Linked DNA regions of Sus scrofa: region 2 is linked to region 1. Evidence: chromatin contacts called from public HiChIP or PLAC-seq data. All regions are on one chromosome and are shown on one strand. Each heading gives the region's core, a stretch centred on a gene start, on an enhancer-like site or on the middle of the called end of the contact. The rest is flanking DNA. Distances are from core to core; before and after follow the strand shown. Region 1 holds the start of LOC102160414. Region 2 holds the start of CD46 (CD46 molecule, complement regulatory protein).

What was found. HiChIP or PLAC-seq counts read pairs in DNA pulled down with a chosen protein or histone mark.
Region 2: a contact with region 1 is called in an H3K27ac HiChIP or PLAC-seq map of alveolar macrophages. The contact joins the promoter of CD46 here to the promoter of LOC102160414 in region 1. A contact is called at or near these places in 6 of 47 Hi-C or Micro-C datasets (alveolar macrophages, heart right ventricle, liver and 3 more) and 2 of 2 datasets of contacts at active chromatin or transcription factors (alveolar macrophages and skeletal muscle).

The regions. Positions count from the first base shown.
Region 1 is chr9:134,953,478-134,957,640 of Sscrofa11.1, forward strand. LOC102160414 reads right to left here and starts at 1,752. Exons shown (of 2, transcript XM_021063896.1): 1 at 955-1,752. The coding sequence starts at 1,535. It overlaps LOC110255544 (a long non-coding RNA gene), which reads left to right and starts at 493. Exons shown (of 2, transcript XR_002336086.1): 1 at 493-670; 2 at 1,717-4,163.
Region 2 is chr9:135,076,599-135,080,759 of Sscrofa11.1, forward strand. It overlaps CD46 (CD46 molecule, complement regulatory protein), which reads right to left and starts at 2,242. Exons shown (of 12, transcript NM_213888.1): 1 at 2,058-2,242. The coding sequence starts at 2,184. It overlaps LOC110255546 (a long non-coding RNA gene), which reads left to right and starts at 2,396. Exons shown (of 3, transcript XR_002336089.1): 1 at 2,396-3,067.

The sequences.
Region 1 (4,163 bases), core at 502-3,001:
AGAACCAGCACTCCCAGGCTCCCGAATTAGAATTTCCAGGTGGGTTAAGGCCTCTGTGTTTTTATTTTTTCTTTTCTTTTCTTTTTTTGTTTTGTTTTTGCACACCTCGGACCTCTAGACAGGCCCAAGGAGGCCTTGACCTGCTAGCCTAACCCGCGCTTCCTTCCCTTGGGCCACGCCGATCCCCCGCCACCACTTTACAGGAGAATCACCACCTTCACCCCAGCTTCCACCGCCCCGAGAGACAAAAGCGGGCAAACGGCCAGAGAAACGGAGCGGGACCTCAGGGACTCAGGCAAAGACTCTGGAATCTCCTTCAGGGATGGGGTGGGTGGGAGCCTTTCCGCTCCAAGGCTCCAAGGCTGGCCGAGGTCCCCAGCCCCACCGCGGACCCGCGGTCAGATTCTGGGAATTTCCAAGCCCGTCGCTAGGGCTGCGGCAGAGCTTCCCGGACGCCGGCGTGCGATGCGCCCCGCGGCCGCTGGGTGGCGCGACGCCGGGCGCCGAGCGTGGGAAGCGCGGGCGCGCGGGCGGGCTGAGCTCACACACCGGGAAGCCGCCGCTGCGGAGCCGAGGCCGCCGCCGCTGCGCATCTCGCGCTCTCCGCTGGGCGCTCGCGGGGGCGGCGAGGCGGTTGTGCGGGCCCCCGGGAGGGAGGCGGACACGCGAGGTAAGCGCGGGGCCCCGGCCGGGCCTGCGGGCGGTCGCCGAGAGCCCCGGGGCAGGGGTGGGCCCCCTGGGGACTGCGCCCTGGGCCCCGCCGCGCTCGGGTCGCGCCCCACCCCTGCTGCGGCGCGGCCTCCCCTGCGGATGCCCTGGCCGCGTGGGTGGGAGCGGATGGCGGCCGCGAGCGGCCCCGGCCGGTCCTCGGGCTCTGGGGCCGGGGCCCGCAGGGCGGGGGAGGCGGATGAGCAGTCCCCGGGGCCCGGCCCGGAGCCCCTGGCCGCTGCTCACCTTCCGTTTCTCGGCTCCGCAGTGGGCGTGGTGCCCCGCTGCTGCAGAGGGGGCGCCCGGAGTTGAGGAAGGCAGTGGGGGAGGGAGAGCGCAGAGACAGGTGGTTGAGGGGGCGCGCGATGGTGCGCGAAGGCTCGTGATATTAATGCGTATTTCTTTCTCCCCCCTTCTTCAGGGGGCGCGGAGGTGCGCGTGGAGGAGGCGGGAAGGCCCCGGGCATAGCTCGGGAGAGGCAGGCGCAGCCAGAGATGCCCCTGGGCACTGCCTGTGTTCAGTACCCCCCCCCCAATTAATAAAGTGGGTGTGGTGATGCGGGTGGAGGAGTTTGATGAAGACCTGCCCCAGAACTGCCCTGAACTGCCCCAGGCTGGCCGCCTGGCCCCTGGCTCCCGCGCTCCAGGAGCCCCAGGCGTTGAGCGCTCTGCAGAGGCTGGGGGCGGCTGTGCCCTCCAGCCGTAGAAGCTCCAGCAGCAGAGGCAGCTCAGAGCTAGGGGCTGGGAGAAGGACGTGAGGGGCGGGGCGGGGGGGGGGTGTCCGGACGGACGTGAAGAGGAGTCTCCAGGCCTACAGATCAAGTTCATAGATCACGGGTCGGCCAGGATGTGGTGGGAGGTGGGGGCTGTGGGGAAATTGGATAATGTCCGTAGGACCCCCTCCTTCCAGCTTTGTTTGCAGCCATAGGCCAAAATTGGGGTTTCGGCATTTGCCAAATGTGCTTAATTTTTTTTTTTTCTTTCCCTTTCGGTTTGTTTTGTTTTTTAGAAGAACGGCAAATGACAGAGCGGAGGGAAGGCTGGCCCAGCCAATCCTGGAGCCGCTGCAGCACTGGTTCCCCAAACAAACACATTCTGGTGCAAGGACAGAGAGGAGGGGGCTGCTGGCCCACACCCCTCCCCTGCCGGTAGCCCCCTGGCCGCTCCCCTGTGGGGAGGGCAGCTGGACAGAGGCTGCCCTGGGCCGGGCTGGTGATGGTGCTGCGGCCCCTCCCTGCTGCCCAGCGTGGGAGGAAGAAGGCAGAGCCAGGCAAGTCTCCCTCTGCGTCCTCTGGGGTGGAAGGAGCAGGTAGAGACAGGGCTGGGGTAGCCAGGGCCGGGTGTTGCTTTGGCATGGGTGGTGAGAGGGCTGCACCTCCAGCCCCTTGGGTCTGGTTCCACTCCCGGCCTGTCCCTGGCACTCAGCAACTGCGTCTATGTGCCTGTTGGTGCCACCATGTTATATAACGCTTATATAATCTCCCAGGGCGAGCGCTGTGTCTCCGTTGTCAGGTCACACAGACACTGTGTCCGTGTGGGAGTCAGGATCTGTGGGAGCCCGGGGGTGGGCCTGCGCCCTCTGCTCCCGGTCCCGGCCATGGAGGGGGAGATGGGCGAGCAGGGGCCCATGGCACACCAGCTGTCTGCGCCTGAGAAAGAAGGGCTGGCTGGGCAGCCGTCCTCTCCTTGACCCCGTATGTCCCCCCTTGCCCGGTGGATCCTCTTGTGGAGCGGATGCCCTTCTGGTGCCCGAGAGGTCAGCTTTTTGTTCTTGGGGCGCCCCTGGCACGCAGATGGGTGTGGTGAGATGACCCCCGGAACGTTGCAGGGGGAAGAGTACGTGGTACCTGGGGTTGCATAAAGAGCGAGAGATGAGCTCTGCCTGTGAGGTTTTGAGCAAGAGCGCCTGGAAGGATGGGCTGGTGGTGGCATTCTAAGAAGCTGGGAGCCGGCCTAGGGGCTAGAGGGTGGCCAGGGAAGGGTGTGCGGGGAAGTGGATCAGACAGCAAAGATAAACATGGTGTTCTTTTACTGTACTCTCCACTGGGCTGTCCCTGGTTACCAGGGCAACAGAAGCAGTGATGAAAATCATGCCTTTCGTTCAGTGGAAAAATCTGGCTCCTCCTCCCGCCTCTTCCTTCTCTAATCGCCTGCAACCTATTGGGAGGGTAGTGGCTCCAGGGATCAGAGACCCCAGTGTGTCTCTCTCAGGGCCCCCCTTCCCCGTTTTTTGTCATCGTCCGCCTTCCTGCATCCCCTCTTTCCCCCAGAGCTCGGTAATTGGCAGTTGCGTAGGAGTTGGACTTCGTGGAGGCGGAAGGGTGCGGACGTCATCGCAGGGCAGGGCGAGCCGAGCGTGGGCAGAGATGTGGATGCGGGAAGCCACGGGCACACGAGGAGGGTCAGGCATTGATCAGCTCGATGGGGCTCGTTCCTGGGGGTGGAAGGGGTGGGGGAGACAATGGAAAACCTGCAGAGCCTGGCGTCTGGGCCCGTGGTGGTGGGAAGAGGAGGCTCAGGTGTCTGGGGTGGTCATGGCTCCTGCCGCGAGCTAGGATTCATTCATTGCGCACTTTTTTAGGGGTGTCTGCCATGTTAGGTAAGGTTCTGGGAGCTGGGAAGACGCAGGTAAGTAAGCTGGGCCTTGACCTTGAAGAGACTGTGGGAGATGGGAGGAGGACGGGCATGTGGGGAAAGAGCAGCTGGCATTGTGACCAGCCTAGAATCTGGGGCCCCGGGCAGGAGATGGGCCACATTCCCGCCCGGAGGTGATGGATTAAGGTGGGGCCTGTGGGAATTCGGAGGAGGAGGAGGTAGTCAGAGAGCCCCTTTGGCTTGGAGACAGGACATGGGGGAGAGAAGGTGCTGACATCTTGAGCCTTAATGACTGACAGAAACAGAAAAGTCAGGGTTCAGACTTGTTCGGGGAGTCATGCTTGCTTTGCTTTTTTAGACGGGTTGCCATCAAGACAATGGCAGGGTATCTGGATGGAAACGTTACAGTCAGGCAGGTAAAGTTTGCCGTGGACGTGGGCGCTGGGAGGAGATCTGGAGGAGACTGTGTTGTGAGGTCTGGGAGGCGCGTGGTTGCCGAGACGGTGCGGGGACAGGGATCCCAGGGCCTGGGGCATCGGCCTGGAAGGGGGTCAGCTTCTGTACCTCGTGCTTGTGGATCAGCCCAGGGCGCGCCCAGACTGCCGGACCAGTTTCTGCTAATGAGCACCCACGTCTTCCCCCACCCACACCCCGTTCTGAAGCTGAGGTTTCTGTTTAGGTCTTCTTCTCCCTGGTAACGACCTTTGGGAGGGGATGTCCTGGAAAGATAGAGCCACACACTTAACCGCTCTGAGCTCTCGGTCTTGACCTTGGTGCTATCATTTGCTTATCAGTTCCTGAGCGGTCGGAGACGTGCTGTCGCGACACATGCCCTGGGTCCTCAGCCTCCACCAGCAAGGC
Region 2 (4,161 bases), core at 992-3,491, 120 kb after region 1:
CCTACGCCACAGCCACAGCAACCCGGGACCTGAGCCCCATCTGCGACCTACACCACAGCTCATAGCAACACCAGATCCCTGACCCACTGAGCGAGGCCAGGGATTGAACCCGTGCCCTCATGGATTCTAGCTGGATCCACTTCTGCTGCACCACAACGGGAACTCCCTGCCTTAGCTTTTCAGGCACCACGCAAAGACCATCCTAAGCATGGCTCTTTAGAGAACCTTCCTCCTGGAAGCAAGGGAAGTTTGTCCTGGGCTCTAAGGCCCAGCTGAACGCCGCCTCGAGTTTTCTAGTACTCGACAGTCATACAAGAGTGTTGACACTGAGGCAGAAACTTGGGCATTTGGACCTAGAGTGTGACAAGAAGCCCATCCAGATCTCTGCGTTCTCGTCAGAACAGAAAACACAGTTTGGGAGGTAACGACCCCCAGGGGTGATGTGAGCTGGGAAGAGCGGGTCAGAGAAGGTCCCTCTGAGGGGGTAACATCCCAGCTGAGTTGGAAGAATAAAAAGGAACCGATTACGCAAGAGGCAGGAGGAGACTATGCCCCAAGGCCTAGGAAAGTGCAAGTGCAGAAGCAAAGGGACCTCAGGAGGCCTGTCTGATAAGCAGCAAGTTCATCCCTTTCACCAGGCACCTGCCAAACGCTGTCAGAGAGTCAGGCTCCTCTCCTCCTGGGCACTTCTCTTGAGTCAGAACATATCCATTGCAATTGCGTTTTGGCTACTCTCTGCCACTCCCAAGAAATCTAGAAAATACCTGATTTCCTAATGTGTGCCTGGCACCAGGAATCTGACAGTGAGCAAAACACAGTCCCACACATATCCATGTCTGTACGCAAATAGTGAAATAAGGATCGTGCAAATAGGAATGACATGTAATTGCTCACCAGGCCCTCCTCAGGGCCAGTACAGGACCTGGTGTTTAGAAGGCAAGTATTAGTTGAATGAATGCTGCTAAGGGAAATGCAGCATACAAACTGTACGTGTAACAGATCCTAAAATAACTTAGGCGTGAAAACACACGTGCATATGAGGACAGGAGAAAATCTACCAAAGCACTAAAAATGGTTTCCCTTTTTGTAGTTTTATACAATAAGCACATCTTTTTAGAACACATGTATTTCAAAGCCCTTTCCATGAAACACGAAACAAACTGAGTGGTTGGTTTCAGGTTTAGTTTACATACTGTAGGGGAAAACCAGATTAACACCTAACGTTTGTTTCTTAGGATACTCATTGTTCAGGAGCTTTGACCACCCATGTTTCTTAACCTTCTGAAAGAATGAAAGCAAGGCCAAAAAGCCATTCCATAACAGAATTGAATAGTGTCTATTAAATGAGAACGGGAAGACAACTCTGCTGCAAAAAAAAAAAAAAAAGAAATCTAAAAAATAGGAACATCCTGGAAATCAATACCCATGATGTCTTGGATACCAGCTGCCTATTAACTTTAGTTACAAAAAGCACCCTGTGCCCTTCCCAACCCTCTAAATCCCAGGCTCCCAGAGCCTGCTCCCACCTGAGCACTGCAGGCCCACATAAAGCAAGCAGTAAGCTTCCTCCTTCCACACTGGGCTGGGCTGGCCACTTCCTCAAAGCACACTGTCATGCACACCTGGTCGGGCTCCCCCAGCCAAGCCCAGCAGGGCACTGGGCAAATCCTCCCCACGGCACAGCAGAAGCCTAGCTAGCAACACCCCCTGGGCGCTAAGAGCAAGCCTTCATCACTACCACCTGGTTGGCGCTCTCCCGAGGACTTGATCAGTCCCGGAAACACCACGCAAGCTTTTGCCAAGCGGGGCCAACCACAAGCAAGCCCTTCCCGCTGGCCATTAGGGGATCTCCCTCGCTCCCGGGGTCCCCACAGCACGACCAAGGTCACTCTGACCATGCCTTCTACCCCAACTCCGCACGACCCCGGGTGAACCCAGGCCCGCGCCTCCACCCGGAGCCACCCAGCAAAGTCCGTCCCGCCCTCGGAGCCGGTCGGCCTGCCCCGCGAACCCGCTCCAGTTCGCCGCGAGGGCGCACACCCTCTCCAGGCTCCTACCTGAGGGCATGGGAAGCAGGAACACTAGGGCCAACGACACCCAAAGAATCTCAACGAAGCACCTCGAAGAAAAGGGATTCTCGGGACGGCAGGGCAGTGCCTTGCGCAGCGCGCAAAACGCCATCATTTTCGGGAAGATGAGCAGGTAACCCGACACCAGCCTAGCGGAGACCTCTTCGAGTTCCGACAGCAGGAGTAAGAATCCACGGTCTCCGGGAGCCTCCCGCGCGGTCAGGCCAGTGGGCGTGGCCTGGGCCCCGCCCTGGGCGGAAGTGGCTCTAGGGAGTGACTCCAGGGCCCGGCGGAGCCAATGGGCGGGCCGCAAGGCGGGGCCGTGGGGGCGGGGCGGGGCGGGGCTCCGGCCGAGAGAGGGACGCCCTTGCTGCTCCGCGGCGCCCGCTGCCGGGCCTCTCTCCCAGCTGCGGCCCGACGCCCTGGCTCCTCCTTCTGCGGAACTAACCGCTGCGGCTTGCGGGAAAGGGTGGTGCACTCTTCTTCGTAAACAGGCTGTCGCCACCCGACACGGGAAGGTGTAAAGGACACTGGGCGGGTCCTCATGGTCTCTTTCGGGAACGCTGAATTAGAGAATAAAGCGCAGCGACCTGAAAACAGAAACCCTAGAGCCCGGGCAGCGGTTTCGTGGGGCCCGACACCCTTCAGGGCTCTGGTGGGGACTGGGGCACTGCAGACTGCCTGGACACCCGGGCCCTGGCTCAATCTTTGGCACGAGTCAGGCAAAATTTGGGACAATAGTTGGGATTCCCAGGGTTGAGCGTCCGCTACCGAAGTGTCTCGTGGCCTGATAGATTTCAAAATCACGAAAGGTTTGGCCATTGTTCTCCCAACAGCTTAAAGTCACTTAGTCTCGCCTGTACCCCCCGGAGAGGACCCCTGGGAAGGTAAATTATTACATCACACTGGGCCACTAGCATGTTGGGGCTCAACTCTATGGTCTGGCCTTGGAACAACTCAATGTTTTATTGAAAATGAAATACACATGCATGAAAAAGGTAAGGACGAGGGTGCCTTAAGTGCCGTATTTCTGGAAGCAGCGACCGTCGTTAGAGTTGGGACTGTTGGGACTTGGTGAGAGTGAGAACGTTTCCGGCAAACCAATCTCTCAATGAAGGAACATTAGGAATGAGTAAGATTTTTTTGTAGAGTTGTGAGTAAGCCTGTATGATTAGCAAAAGGAAAGAAAAGTAACATGACCAGTATTAAGCAGTAAAAAAAGACATTGACATTTTCTTCCTATTTGTTGTCAAAGAATAAAAATGTCAGCCAATGTTGGGGGGGCGACCAGCAGCCTCCCCAAACTTTTACTTTTTAACTTACCTTTTTTTGTGTTAAAAGTTTTAAATGGACATAACTTTAAACCTCTAGTTCCATTTAGAGTTTATCCCAAAGACATCGTCAGAACTGTGAGCAAGGATGTATAAATTTGGAGAAAATATAAGCCCTTAAGTGTTTAGCAGAAATATAAGGAATTTTCAATAGGTAGCTTTATGGATTGAAATTCTATGCAAACAGTATATAAAAAAATCGATTTGAGAAACCGTATTTGTAAGCAGAAAAAGCAAGTGCCTCTTGCAATTTCTTTTATTAAATGAATAATATATTGATACACTTAAAAAGAGATTCGTTGGATATTAATCAAAATTAATAGTTGAAAGGCTTATGTATATTTCTCTTTGGCTGTGCTTTTTAAGTTTTCTATATTGACCCTTTGTTACATTTGGGATCTGGTAAAGAAATTTTTTTTTTTGAAAAATCCAACCTGTAAATCAGCTGCTCTTTTGTTCATAGAATGGTGAGAATAGAACCTGTATCACATTAGAGTTAAGGAATGAGAGGATGGTAAGGAATGGAAGCTCTCCGTGTAAACCTCAGATGCATCTGCTGCAATTATAGAACTTTATTGCTTTTAAACACATTGGAACCAATGTGTGTTTTTATTTTTAAATTTTTACTGATTTTTATTTAATGGTTTACGGTGTTCTGTCAGTTTTCTACTATACAGCAAAGTGAGCCAGTCTCTCTCTCTCTCACACACACACATATTCTTTTTCTCACATTATCCTCCATCATGTTCTATAGCAAGTGA